Regions from separate parts of the Gossypium hirsutum genome. Here region 2 is linked to region 1. A link is a contact called in public Hi-C data. All regions are on one chromosome and are shown on one strand. Each heading gives the region's core, a stretch centred on a gene start, on an enhancer-like site or on the middle of the called end of the contact. The rest is flanking DNA. Distances are from core to core; before and after follow the strand shown.

Region 1 (7,668 bases), core at 2,145-4,644:
AACAAATAGCCCAAGGCAGGTAATAGTTCTAGTTCAAAAAAAATATATAAATAAATAAAAAACAACCGAAATCAGCCTTTGATTCAATCTTACATGTCCAATTGTTTATGCATTAATGAAATATAAAACATTTTATATCAATACTATATTCTATTAGTGATCTGATTATTTTTCACAGTAAACAAAATAATTTTATAAAAATTTTACTATCAATAATTTTACAAAAAATATAAAAATTGCCTCCTATTATTTTAATGGCATATAGACGCGCTTTAATATAATGATAAAAATTATTTTGATTAAATCATAATAAAAGCTTTTCAGCCACCTTGGTGTCCACTGCAGTGAACATTTTTCAGATTTATTACGAGTGATATTGAAAATCACTAAGATTAATTCCGACACAACATTATATCATCTAATTTAAAAAAAAAACAAATCAGTAAACTGATAATAATAATAAACATTTAAAGCTTAATCCGCCTAAAAGAACAAAAGTTCATATCAACCCAAAAAAACACAACATTGGCTCAACAAAATTACTTAAGACATTACTAAATATCTAAAAGTCACGTTCGATCAGTACTCTTCAGTAAGAAATCTTACTTTTTTTTTTTTTTTTACTTCTTTGACTTCTTGGAACCCCTGAAAGTTCAAACAATGGGAGAACGAAATCATATTACTTAAAAACACTGATCCTTTTACCAAAATAAATTCTATTTCGAAGATGGTACTTACACGGCTGATTGCACAGCTGCCGCAGGCTGTGCTGCAACTGGCTTTTCTCCTCCTCCAGGTCCCTAAAGAGAAGAAAAAAAAATTGTACATTAATCCATAATTACATAAAAGATAACCAATCATGATAAGAACTGTACCATAAGACTACAGAATTTCAATTTTTTTTACTAAAATAACAGTACGAAAATCGTTACGGTACAAAAGTTCTTACCTGGGCCAAACGCTCTTCCCTCCTAGCAAATTTTCTTTCCCTGCTTGCCTTATTCTTAGCCCTCTTAGCTTCAAACTGGTCAGCCAACGTCTTCTCTCTGGCCTTCTCAGCCTTAGATTTGTGGATGCTCTCCATGAGAACTCTCTTGTTCTTGAACACGTTACCCTTGACTTTCATGTACATGTCATGGTACATGTGCTTGTCAATCTTCTTTGATTCCCTATACTTGCGGAGCAAGCGTCTCAGAACACGCATCCTCCTCATCCACAAGATCTTTGTGGGCAACCTTGCCTCCCTTGTACCCTTGCGCTTACCTAAAATCAGCGTGGAAGTTAAGACCCAGTTAATCAATATACACAAATTTCCAACAATCAAAGTTTTTGATGGCTAACAAAAGATTCCTCACATGATTAAGAATCCTTGCAGTACTTCATTTAATCTATTAATAAAATGGTTTTGGACATTGTAACTTGGAAAACATGATGCATAATCAAGACGCAAGAATATAATATGATTTCTACATGATACAGAATCTGCAAGCATGTAATGAAGTAATTCAAGCTACCTACCCTGCATCAGTAAATAACTTCTCCCGTTAAATCTAACCATGATAAAGTACATAAAGAAGACATACCATAACCAGAGTGACGCCCCTTTCTCTTGGCTTCCTTCATGCGGCGTGCACGAGACCTAGAGTGAATCTTGGTTGGCTTCCTGATGATAAAACCATCTTTAACCAGCTTCCTTATATTCTGGCCTGCATGCAAACCAAATATGAACACGGTTATAACCAAAAACAATAACGGAATCATTTTTTGTGCTAAGCTACAAACAAACTACCAAATCCATAGACTATTCAATCTCTTATAATAGATTACATCAACTTCAACTTGCTACTAATTGTTCAGAATTACAGCTAGTAAAATATAAAAAAATTTCTTAAAAAATATCAGAGGAGAAAACAACGATTTAACCTTGTACAGCATTCAACGACTAATCTGAAATTTTAGTCTTCACATGCAGGAAATCTCAAGTCAATTAAAGTAGCATTCGCTATATGCTTTAGTTGAAAATATTTTCTCTCACAAGCAAACAAATAAATAATAGCATAATAAAAAATCAAATTGTATATATGCCAAAGCTCATCTAAGTGAACTATATAACACTTTACTGTTATAAATCACTTTAGTTTGGATGGGCGGTGTGTTTACCTCCGTGAGGTTAAAAATAGCGGTGGCAGTGAGATTAATTACTGTAGCGGTGAGATTAGAAATAGCGGTGGAGTGTGTGTTTAAATTCAAATGCAGCTGTAGCGGTGAGGTGAAAATAAAAAATGACTATTGAGGACATTAGATTAGAATTGATATATAATAGAAGTTTTCAACTTATTTTACTTATATAAAATTATTATAATATGTGAATTTATAAATTCATTTAATAAAATATTAAAATGTATCTTCCAATATTTTATTATAAATATTTTAATGAATTATATAATCAATTATTTATTAGATAAAATGATAATAATTTTAAATTTTTTATAGTTAAATATTCTTTTATAAAGATGATAAATATTATTTTAGTAAATAATAACATTATACTTGGATCAAATTTTGAAGTATCTAAACGAATGATTTTTAATAAAAAAAATATATAGTAACATAAGACCTAACAAGTTTCATTATTACTAGAAATTAGGTTACGATACAAAATTATTTTTACAAATATTGATTCATTAAACTAGGCCAAAATTTCAAGGATAAAATGGTAAAAAAATAAATAAAAATATGCCTATTTTCCCAGTTGCCTTTAATTGCTACTGAAAGCTTCAGTCCCGTTTCAGCACCAGCAGTGAGATTGAAATGAAATTTCACTACACTGGACTGGTGAACCAAACAGCAGTTCAGTGAGGTTGGGTAACCCAACTGAAACTCACTGGTGAAAAAAGCGGTACCAAAGGCAGCCTAAAGAAGTTTAAATGTAAACTACATCAGCAATCAGATATTAAATTCCTAAAAATTTAAAACATCTTGCTTCGTTTTCACTATTTACCAACAAAACGATGCGAAATCAAGTCCAAATCATACCTCAACTTAAAAATAATTATTACGGAAGCTATACTACTGGAGTCAGTAAAAAAAGTGAAGGAGAAGAGGAAAACGTACGAGAGTTGGCCATGGAGATCTCGTTGACTTCATTTGGATCGAGCCAAACCTTTCCTTTTCCACACTTTAGAACGCTCGCTGAGAGCCGTTTCTGGAGCTTAAGCGATACCATCTCTCTCTCTCTCTCTCACCCTCTCTTTGGTGTGCAGCTAACTGCTGTTAGCAAAGAAGGATAATGCAGAAGGGATAGCGGCTTATTTATATGACCGCTAACCCTAGGGTTTGGAGGGTGTCTGCTTGCTTGCTTTTAATTTTTGGACTGGGTTCTTTAACATTTTGGCGGTGATTTTTTTGTACGGAATGTCCTTTCAGTTGTATGTTTATAGGCCGTTAGCCCAATTAACTTGTTCATGGGCCCTGTAAACAATGAAGGATTTAAGATTAGATTCCGAGGTGTCAAAAAATGATCCAATTTCGAAATTTTAATTCATTACTTATGCTAACTTTATAGCACACTCAAAAAATTAGCAAATATACATATTAAAAATTCATATAAAATCAAATAAAATTTTGCTATTATGATATTATTTTATTAAAAAATATAAAAGGACAATAAAAAAATATTCTCGTATTTGTTACTTTGTATATAAAAAATATTTTAATAATATCCTAACTATTTAGTCGATTTATAACACTCAGGCTTATTACTACTATATCATACCATGTATTCAAAGGTTTAATTGATATATTATGGCACACTCCTCGTCGACCGTCCTACCTAGGCCTTAGCTTTGTTATACAAATCATATATGGGTCAATTCCACTGTACCTCCTAATACTATATCAGAATTCTAAATTAATCCTTACACTTCAAAATATTTCAATTGAATATATTATACTAATCAAGTTTTTCTGTCAACTTGAATGTTAATTGCTATCTCGTCTATATCTTGAAGTATGTTTAAACATGTGTATATAGCTCGGATTTGATGCATTACAAATCAAACTGTGTCACTCAAATTTATGAAAAATTTGTCAATGTAATAAGTTCACATGTATCTAGAATTAGATTTGGTAATGATACTTTGATGACTTAATTAGAACATTTTGAAGTTTAAGGATCAATTTAGAATTTGAATCATAGTCAGGGGATGGTTGGTGGAATTAACCTAAAATATATTAGTTAGTGGTAGTCAAGTATGTAGATGTTTCTGCCATCGTGCAACCAAATCATGACAAAGCCTATTTCTTCTATTGCTTAATCAATGGCGCAATATACCAAAATTTCCTCTATATATACGACGGTGAAGGTATCTCCCTGCACTTCATCCCATCATATTTCTTCTCTTTGTGCTCGGTAGTTACAGTTGGAAAATATGGCTATCGCCCGTTCCTTGTTGGCTACCTGCTTGCTTTTATGTTCATTGCTTGTCATTGCTTATGCGAATGACTATGGTGGTTATGATTCATCCAAAAGCCCTGCATATGATTATGATGCAAAACCAGAAGCAGAACAGAAGACTAACTATGAAACAAAACCGATGCCAAATGGAGAAGAGAAACCCAAGTATGGCACCAAGCCAGTCAACCAACAACAGCCAGAAGAGGAAGAAAGGCCTGATTATGGCACCAAGAAAAATTTCTATAAACTAGAGCTAGAAGACAAGGAGAAGGCAACGCCTGAAGAGCCAGAGAAGCCTGGTTATAGCACAAACCCACAGCCAGAAGAGGAAGGGAAGCCTGAGTATGGCACTAAACCACATCCAGAAGACAAGGAAAAGGAAATGGCAGAGCCAGAAGAGACAGAGAAGCCTGGTTATAGCACGAAACCAGTCTACCAAACACAACTAGAAAAGGAAGAAAAGCCTGAATATGGCACTAAAAATAACTTCTACCAACAGCAACCAGAAGAAAAAGAAGGTAAAGAGTGTTGTTCCAATAGGGTCGGAAGCGTGTAAATTATTGTACTAAAAAATCACACAAAGTTCAATTCCCAGGAAAGAGAGGTGGATCACATGGATCTCTTAAATACCAAGTCTTTCCTTAGACAGAATATCCCTTCTATAGTAATTTAATAGCACAATTAAATACTACTATTATACCCTCAAATATTGAAAGAAAAATAGGACAAGAAAGAACACAAGAGTTTTAACGAGGTTCGGTAAATTATACCTACGTCCTCGGGCACTAACACCAGATGATAACTTTACTATCTCCAAAATATTACAAACAAATAGAATTCCTTAAGAATTCTCAAATGGGAGAAGAGAGAAAACTAAGAGAGAAAGATTGGTTGGGATGGTTGAAATGAGAAATGATTAGGCCTATTTATAGTTGAGGTTCAGGGACTAACTTGCAAATGGCCTAAAAAATTAGGGACCAAAATTGCAATTATCCCATTCAACTTTAAACAACTTGCCTATCACTTTTTTCTTTCGGTGCCACTTGCACCTCCCATTTTTGACTTTTCAACAATCTCCACCTTGAAGATTTGATTAGGATAATCACATCTTCACACACTTCCTTCAACTCCCCAAATTCGATAAAGCTATCTTTTGTAGTGCCTCCAAATGCGCTCTCGAGCGCCATACACCTAAAGGTGTTCAAATTCTTAGGATGTTAATCAAGTTCAAACAATGATTAAACTTGATTGTTGTTACCACCTTGGTCATCATATCTGCGGGATTATCTGCTGTCGGAATCTTTTGAAGTAGAATTTTTTCTTTTTCAAAGACTTCCCGCACAAAGTGATATCTTACGTCGATATGCTTGGTTCTTGAATGATAGACTTGATTTTTCGCTAAATGAATAGCACTCTGACTGTCACAATATAGACTAATGTGACTTTGAACAACTCCCAAGTCTTTCAATAATCCATTAAGCCAAATAGCCTCCTTAACAGCTTCTGTAACTGCCATATATTCTGCCTCTGTAGTAGACACAGCTACTGTAGACTGTAAGGTAGACTTCCAACTCACTGGGGCTTTCACAAGAGTAAACAGATACCCCGTAGTTGAACGACGTTTATCTAAATCACCAGCAAAGTCGAAATCAATATATCCAACTATAAACTGACCAAGTGCTTCATCCTGTTCAAAAATTAAACCAACATCTACGGTTTTTCGAAGATACCGTAGAATCCATTTCACAGCTTGCCAATGTCCTTTTCCAGGATCATGCATATACCTGCTCACAACTCCAACAGCTTGTGAAATGTCAGGCCTCGTACACACCATCGCATACATCAAACTCCCAACTGCATTAGCATATGGGACTTTCGCCATATATTCTCTTTCATCTTCAGTCTTCGGAGATAATTGAGCACTAAGTTTCAAATGAGAAGCAAGTGGGGTACTTACATGTTTTGTGTTTTCATTTACACCAAAACATTGTAATACCTTTTTCAGATATTGCTTCTGATTTAAACAGAGCTTGCCTCTCGGTCTATCTCTACTTATCTCCATGCCGAGAATCTTCTTGGCCTCACCTAGATCTTTCATCTCGAACTCTTGATTCAACTGAGCCTTCAGCTTATCTATCTCATTTTGGCTCTTTGAAGCGATTAACATATCATCAACATACAAGAGTAGATAAATGAAAGATCCGTCATGCAGCTTCTGCAAATATACACAATTGTCATATTTGCTTCTTGTGTACTTCTGCCTTCTCATAAAGCTATCAAATCGCTTGTACCACTGCCTCGGGGATTGCTTCAATCCATATAGCGATTTGTTCAGCTTACAAACCCAATTTCTACCACCAACATCTGTGTATCCTTCGGGCTGAGTCATATAGATCTCCTCTTCTAACTCACCATGCAAGAAAGCCGTCTTAACATCAAGTTGAGCTAGCTCCAAATTCAACTGTGCTACCAAGGCCAACAAAATTCTAATGGAGGAATGCTTCACAACAGGGGAAAATACATCATTGTAGTCAATTCCCTCCTTCTGAGCGTAGCCTTTAGCTACCAATCTTGCCTTGTAGCGAATATCCTTCTTGCTAGGAGATCCATCTTTCTTTGCGAATACCCACTTGCATCCGATTGCCCTTTTACCTTTCGGTAATTGCGCCAATTCCCAAGTATTGTTCTTCAGGAGAGACTGCATTTCTTCATCCATGGCGCTTTTCCATTTATCACTTTCTAAGCTTTGCATTGCTTCTTGATAAGTGATAGGAATATCATCAACAACGGGAAAGGCGTAGGCCACCATATCAGTAAATCGAGTAGGTTTACGAATTTCTCTCCGTGGCCTTACAACTGCAACTGGTTCTGGTGTACTTAGTGGTTCTTGGGTCAGAACCTCTTCAACCTCTAATTCCTCCACTGTGGCTGGAGAATTAGACTTATTAACTGGGCAAATCCCCATCTGCTCAAACTCCACCTGTTTTGGAGTACACTCCACCTGCTGTGGAGTATTGCTCGTCTGAATATCTTTATCTGCTACCTTTTTCAATGTGGCAGATTCATCAAAGGTAACATCTCTGCTACAGATCATTTTCTTTGTGCTTAAGCACCAAAGACGAAATCCCTTCACTCCAGAAGTGATTCCCATAAAGAGAGCTTTCTTTGCCCTCGGATCTAACTTTGACTCCTTCACATGGTAATATGCAGTG
Region 2 (7,668 bases), core at 2,420-4,919, 390 kb after region 1:
CATGATGTTAACAAGCATAAACAATGACAAGAATAATAATGCAAATGATAATTTATGGAATGATAATAATAATAATAATAATAATAATAATAATAATAATAATAATAATACAAGTAACGACCAATAATAATAATAATATTGAAATCTAAATTTTGAAATATATATTGAAAGCAGTAAATAAGCAAAATAAATAAAAAAAATAAAAAGGCATAATAAAAGAGAATAATAAATAAATAAATATGAGAAAAAAATAAGGGAAATATTAAGTAAATAAAATAAATTAATAAGACATTTAATTAAAAAAGGGACTAAACAAATAAAATATAATAGAATAACAAACAAAACAGTTTATAAAAAAAATTTGAAATTGAATAACAAACAAAACAATTTGTAAAAAATTTTGAAATTAAATGAACCCAGGGTCGAATTAAAATAAAATGATAACATGAATAACACAAAAGGAATGGGGGATCAACTGGGAAAATATCTCAACCCCCGTTGCATGGGCTGTGCCCTTTGACAGGTCCGGGACCAAATTAAAAAGAGTTAAAAATATGGGCCACATCTATAAAAAAAAGGGACAGGGCCTAAAATAGCACACGCGCTAAGTAACAAGGATTAAATGGGTAATTATCCGCCATCCCCTGTATGCAGTGTTTCAATACAGGACTGAAATGCAACCAAAAATAAATTATGCAGACAAATCTCCAAAATATCAAGCTATGCTGGGATCATATTGAAAAGTACAAGAAACACGAAAGGATCAAAACAGCAAATAGCTCATTTAGGCTTTAAAAACACGCGGATCCCCCACTTATCGGGTCGGGTTGAATGGGTCAAAGGCCAAAACGCGTCTTTTTGACCTCTGAACCTAAAATTCAAAATGGGGCCGTTTATACAAGCTATATAAGTTAAAATTTTGCCCCAAAAATTCATTTAGCCTATTATTTAAAAAAACCTTAAAATTTTCTCAAAACTCTCTCAAAATTTTCTTTTTTTTTCGATGGTCAGGCTCCTCGGACGATCCACCTTATCACCGCCTTATCACCCGATTTATTTACAGTCCCAATTTTAGAGAAATATTTTAAACATAGCGATTTAATTAATAAAATTCATACTTATCTTTGTTCTTCTATTTCTATTTTATTTTTTCATCTTCTTTATTATTTATTTCATAACATGTTATAATTAAAATATAATTTAGGGAATAGACTATTGTAGTGATATTAAATTAAAAAAAAGTTGACGAAAAGGGGTAAAAAATTATTAAAAAATTAGGGAATAAATTACTGTAGTTATATTATAATAGATTAATATAGTTTTTGACAATTATATTTTTCAGACGCGAGAAGTTTGAATAGCATGAAATTAACATTGATAGATAATTGGAAAATAGGAATAATAATTTTTTTCATCTTCCAATTTTACAAAAAAAAATAGTTATTTATTTAATTTTTCGTTTTTTTAACCTTTAAATTTATATTTTTGTTAAATTACCCTAAAATAAATAGAAAAGTAAATGTTTAGTAACTTTACATGATTTAACATACACGTGGATTTCTGCGTGAATGATATGTAAGCATTTAATTAATTTTTTAAACTTTAAAAATATTAAAATATTAAAATTTTAATTAAATGTTTATGTGCCATCCACATGGCAATCCACGTGTACGGCACATTAGTAAAATTAACAAAGGTTAACTTTTCTATCCATTTTAGATTGATTTGACAAAAAACATAAGTTTAAAGCTAAAAAATATGAAAAATTAATTTTTTTTTTATTTTTATAATTGATGACTAAACAAACAATAAAAAATTACAATTGGTTCAGAGGAACTGAGTTTTGCTTGTTCGCTTTGAGGATGGAGAAAGTTCATTGAATCTCCATTTTTTAGATTGCAAAGTGACGTTTGCTCTTGGTTGCATGTTACAGTGGCAGGTGTTGAGGAGAGCTGGTTGGCTGATATTGGATGTTGAAACGGTGCTTCTGCAGGCTCATGGGGTTTCTTTTGCTTTAATTTTGTTTGTTAATTTCTAGGTCTCATTTATTTTTATGCTGGACAACTGGTCTATTTAGTTTGTCGTTTACTTTGCTGTTTGTTGGTTACTTTTCAGTTCCATTTTCTTGAGCCTAATTAATAAATATCAGCTTATTTTTTTTGACAAAAAAAAATTAATCTTGAATTTATATAGCAATTAAAATTAAAATTTATTTCTATAAAAATCATCCATATTTTAATCGAATAACATCTAAATAAAATCACAAGAAAAAAATAGAACGAAGATTGTTAAGTTAAATATTTTTCAAAAAGAGTAGAACATTGAAAAATAATGATTCTTTAAAGAAAAGAAAATTCCCAGTCGTATTCAAATAATATCTCACCAAAAAAGAATAAAATTTATATTAATTGATGATTAAGATAACAAAACTAATATGATTTCAATGGCTATATCTTTTATTTTCTCATCCATCATTGTTAAACATGTTTTGATTAATTTATATATAATACTATTTTTTCCCAATTTTACTCTTATTAATTTTTTTGGTATAGTTTTAGAAAGAAATTATATTATTATTATGTTGACTCGAAGGTATGTTTGAAAAATAGAAAAGTTTGAATAAAAATACAATGCCTAAGAAATGGGATTGAATAAAATTTAAAATCCATTTCATATATGGGTAGGATCTTTGGTAAGAGTTTTTGGGTCGAGCTCAACTTGAACTCAATAACAATTAAACTCATTATCTAAAACCTAAAAATAGATTATCCAACTAAATAATCTAACTCAAAATATAAAATTTTAAAAATCATATTTAATACAATATAACATTTATTATATTTATGTTAGTGTTTTTTAATATAAATATTTTTAACGTGTTAGAAAATTCTTATTTTAATATTTTCTTAATGCATTTAATATATTATATTATTTTAAAAATAAAAACTAATATAAAAAATCAAATATGAGTGGGTTAGACCAAATTTGAATTTATCTTTCTTAATCTAGTTGAGATTGGGTAAAAAAATAAGTTTATTTTTTGAATAGGGTCAAACTTAAACTTAAAAAATTAATTTAGATATATTATATCATCCTAACTCAAACTTAATCCAACCCAACTCATGATTTTTAGATGAATTAAATGTAGTAGGCGGATGTGATCATTGGTTACATGTGGATAACATGTAGAAGGAATTATAGTGATGGGTTGATTACCCTATTATGTTAAGTTGATGGTATATTTTTATGTCAAGGAGCTATTCGTAGTTCAATATGAAATTGAAAATTACTTTGATTAACAAGTTCAAGCTATTTTTATTCTTAGCTGGTTTCTTTGCTCATGTTTTTATTCTCCCTTATTTATGCTATCCTGGAATTTCCAACATATTTTTAAAATTTATTTTTACATAAAAATAATCTAAAAAACTAAATACATACAGGCTAAGTTAAACTCGAATTTAGTATTTTTAATTTAGAATAATTTTAGATAAAATTTTAAACTCATTTTTTAGACCGAATGAGGAAGTCAACAATCACAAAAATACTAATAATAATGAGATCTTAATGGAAGCAAATTAATAAAGCAGATTTCAAAGAGAAATTAATGTTGTTACACGTATGTTGGTTGAAATGATGAAAGTTCTTCTTATGATTCGATAGTGTTCCAAAAATCCCTAAAAACAATCGTGGAGCATCTACGGTTGGATCGTCGGTTTTTGGTTTATTTTATGTTAGCTCCACCAAAAAGAACGAAGGCAATGAAGTTAAAGCAAGAAAATAATACCCACTGCCTGGAAACTTCGTTGATTAGAAACTACAAGATTTGGGCCGCTCTTGAGCCCTCTAAAGTCTTGGTCTTACCCTTTTCTATTGTTTTATTCACTCAAATGAAGATAAACTAACAACAAAACCTTTCACTTCTCTGTCGAACTAAGCCTTCTGCAAAGCTAACCAAGAAAAGGAGCCTTCTATGTTGTTTTGAAACCTTAGCCGTGAGCTTTCATCGCCATCAAATCGTCGTCAAGGGTTGTCTCCAACTGTCAACCCATTTTAAGTCGCCCCTTTATTTCTCCTTTTTCAAAATCTTCGATTCGATTTGATTTTGGATTCAAGGCCCTTTCTAGTAAGTTCTTTTTCTCCAGTTCGTTTTTGTCAGGTCACCAACTTTCGACGATATTACTCAACGAACAAAACTAGAAGCTGATCATGTTAATGTCTTGATCGGATTACCAACTTCCTTCGGTAAGAGCTTGCTTAATTGGATATGATCTAATATATTTATTAAACCAGTAAAAATCTTGAACGAATTAAAATGTGTACTTAAATGGCATGATTTTGCTTTTATATGACTCTTTCATATTAAGCCCATGCCCGGGCTCAGCCCAAAAATAGCTTAAAATTTTGTATCGGCCCAGTCTGAATCCGACCCAACTGAGCTCAAAATCGAATAATTTTAATAAAAAGTCGTATCATTTTTTTGTCGGGACCCGCCCTCATATCCCTTCAACCCTAAACTTAAGAGTCCAATATCTGCTCCCTGCCTCTGCATCTGTATCACTCTGCTATTTTTTATTTTCAGCTTTCGATCCTACTGCTCCTTACTTATTTCTTCGTATCATCTCATTTTTTCTCTCTCTGTTGACTTTGGTGAGAAGCAGAAATTTGTTTTAAAGCTATCCTTTCAGCGGAAATAGATAACTTTATCGCCGCTATTTTCCGTTACACCGCCTTTTGAGATATTTTTAGCGGCGGACGGTGCCGATATCGCAAAATAGCGACCCGCGGCATCGATATTTGAGACACTGCCAATACGATGGCAGTTAAAAAGCGGAAAGAGAGAGCCGTTGGCGGTGAATCCGGAAACAGCAAGAAGTTCAAAAAGTATTCCAACTCCAAAGGACCGATGAAGAAAAACAAGAACGATAAGCGAAAGAAGGGGAAAGGTCCTCGCTTGCCTTCTGCGCTACGAACGGAGCTTGATCGCCTGGACCCTAAAATAGCTTCCGATAGTGATGACGGTATCGATTTAGATGTTGGAAACGATGTTTATGAGTATGAGGAAGAAGTTCCACAAGAAGAGTCCCGGAAGAACCGCCGTTTCGATCCTGTCGAGAACTATGAGTATGAGCTACCTGAGGATTTTGAGGTTCGTTTCTCTATTGTTAGCTCGTTGAAGTGCATAAGTGAATTTTATTTCAGTATAATTTTATTTTGGTATGGAATTTGGATAGCCTAAGTCATATAACCCCTACTAGGGAATTCTATACTTTCCAAAGTAAGATCCAATTCCTATACTTCGCAATTAGGCACATATTATCAACTACGATCTGCAGTGCTTCTGAGCTTTTGTGTTGTAGGAAATCTTCTTAGATTGCATACTAACCTATTGTTCCTATTTTTATTTGTTATATGTTTATCAGTGTTTTCTTTTTCTCATGTAGGATGAGAATGTACCATCAGATGACGACGACGATGATGGTGACTTTGGTGTTGGTGGGAACAAGGGTAGTCTAAATGATGATGTTGATGCGAGTGATGGGGATGAAGAGGAAGATGATGAAAGGCACTTGAGGATGTTGCAAGGGGTCACTGGAATGTCAACTGATGCCTTTGGAGGTAAGAATTTGTCGAATTTGTATGGTTTGATAAGTATGGATTTTACTGATCAACCAAGTCAATGACCTATATAAGTTTTAGATGGTCATTGACTTTAATTGGCAGATTTTAAATCTCATTCAGGTTATCAATTAATTATACTATATTTTATTGTCAATTAAAAGTTGCTACTGGTTTGATATTTGAGAGATGTAATGAATGTCCTCGGAACATGTTTGCTATCTGACGGTGGACGGCCTATGTAAAAATCTGTCTGGTCATCATTTTTACCAATTTGAACTTTACTTTTGTATTGTATTGAAACTAGGTATTTTGATTGAATTGCACCTTGATTTAAAAAGTGTGTGACTTAGTCCGGAAGAAAAAGTTTTGAGAACTATTCACGCAGGCATTGGGTAGTTACCTTTATACTATTTATTATTCAGTTGATATGTTTGATCTCAAAATTGTATTGTTGTAGGCAAGAAGAAGAGGAATAGTGTGGTTATATCCGAGGCACATCCTGAGTCAGAATACAACCCTACTCGTGATGTTCTTGAGGGTGACAGCCACATTACACTTCAAGATCTTTTGGATCCTATTCAAGGAAAAGCGGGGTATAGCAAACTTAGAAAAAGAGTGCAACACATGGACAGAAAGTCTACATCTGTTCAAGCTCCATTGCCGAAGGTAGATAGAGAGAAATTGGAGAGGATGGCAGTTTATGAACATTCAAAGAAAGATATTACTAAGTGGGAGCATCTGGTCAAAAGGAATAGAGAAGCTCCTACTGTTTTTTTTGGTGGAGATGTAGACTTGGGGTTTTCAACTGTAGGGGCAATAGCTTCTGAATTTGAGCCTAGAACTGAGTTTGAGAAGAAAATTGCTTCTTTGGTTTATGATGACAAAGTTATGGAAGCTCACAAAGCAGATGGTTCCAAACTTCTGGAGTTAAATAAGGTATGGGCCATTTTGATTGTGTTCATTATGTCTGGCAGTTGGTTGATTTTCTAAGTTCTGTAACATGTCTGCCTCTCCTCATCATGGACTTTTTATAACAAATTTCATCTTCCTGAGTAACTTTTCCTAAACGTTTGTGATGATTTTCATCTTGAAATTTTAATTAAAAGAATATAAACCATGCTAAAGCTTTGCCTGTCTTAATCAAGGTATAGCATATTGCTGTACAACCATGTTTAGAGTTTTTTTTTTAGATTCTATAGTGCACTTCAAACTCTTGAGTGCTTTTACCCATCTTTTATCTAACGTAGCGCACATTGGTGTTTAATGTCTGAATGCAGATATAGTAAGTATTTTTTCTATGGATTTTGGACTCTTTAACCTTTTTTTTTTTTTAATTCTTACTGTTGGCCTGCTTTTTTGCTTAATAGAACTTCTGGAAATATTTGGGCTGATATCTTGGTTTTTCTAATGGAGAGCTTAAAGGTCTTTCCAAGTTATTTGGTTCTGACAAGTGCTGACTATGTTGTTGAAGAATTGTTGAAATCTACTGAGACCATGATGTTCTATGTGAATGAAAGGAATTTCCATATTAGGAGCAAAAATAGGTTGCATCTTGATTTTTGAATATTTGTATTTTGGAGCTTATTGTACTTTTGAACATTTTTCTGAATAAAGACAAAAACAGATGGGTGTGCTTATGCAACGGCCTTTTGATGGCTGTCATTTGCTCGGTATTTGGATGGACTCGATCCTTTTTTCATGGTCTTTGTTCTGTTGCAAATATTATGTGAAAATGTTTGTTTGTACTGCTTGAAATTTAGTTTTTAATTTCTTGAAGATTTTTCAAGTGCTTTTGGTCTTCATCACTGCTTGGCAGATATCTGAGGAAGATTATATGAAGCACCAGGATCATGTTGCTAAAATGCGCGGCCTTCTTTTCCGCCATGAAATGAAGCAGAAGCGCATAAAAAAGATCAAGTCCAAAACCTATCATCGTTTAAAGAATAAGGATAAACTGAAAGTGGAATCTGCAGAAATGCTGATGGATCCAGAGGCAGCCAAAGAGCAGGCTAGGAAGCAAGAGTTCAAACGAGCTGAGGTGACCAATCA

The links. Hi-C and Micro-C count contacts between places; a contact is called where the count stands out from the background.
Region 2: a Hi-C map of leaf shows a contact between it and region 1, with 2.4 times the contacts expected there. The contact joins the promoter of LOC107931227 here to the promoter of LOC107925688 in region 1. A contact is called at or near these places in 2 of 34 Hi-C or Micro-C datasets (both in leaf).

The regions. Positions count from the first base shown.
Region 1 is chrA12:85,347,088-85,354,755 of Gossypium_hirsutum_v2.1, forward strand. LOC107925688 (60S ribosomal protein L19-1) reads right to left here and starts at 3,395. Exons shown (of 5, transcript XM_041082936.1): 1 at 3,115-3,395; 2 at 1,584-1,706; 3 at 950-1,263; 4 at 739-800; 5 at 444-645. The coding sequence starts at 3,226. The coding sequence ends at 621. LOC107925605 (proline-rich protein 3) reads left to right here and starts at 4,431. Exons shown (of 3, transcript XM_016856320.1): 1 at 4,431-4,974. The coding sequence starts at 4,431.
Region 2 is chrA12:85,736,528-85,744,195 of Gossypium_hirsutum_v2.1, forward strand. LOC107931227 (U3 small nucleolar RNA-associated protein 14) reads left to right here and starts at 3,670. Exons shown (of 12, transcript XM_016863042.2): 1 at 3,670-4,242; 2 at 4,659-5,146; 3 at 5,442-5,616; 4 at 6,077-6,555; 5 at 7,436-7,657. The coding sequence starts at 4,814.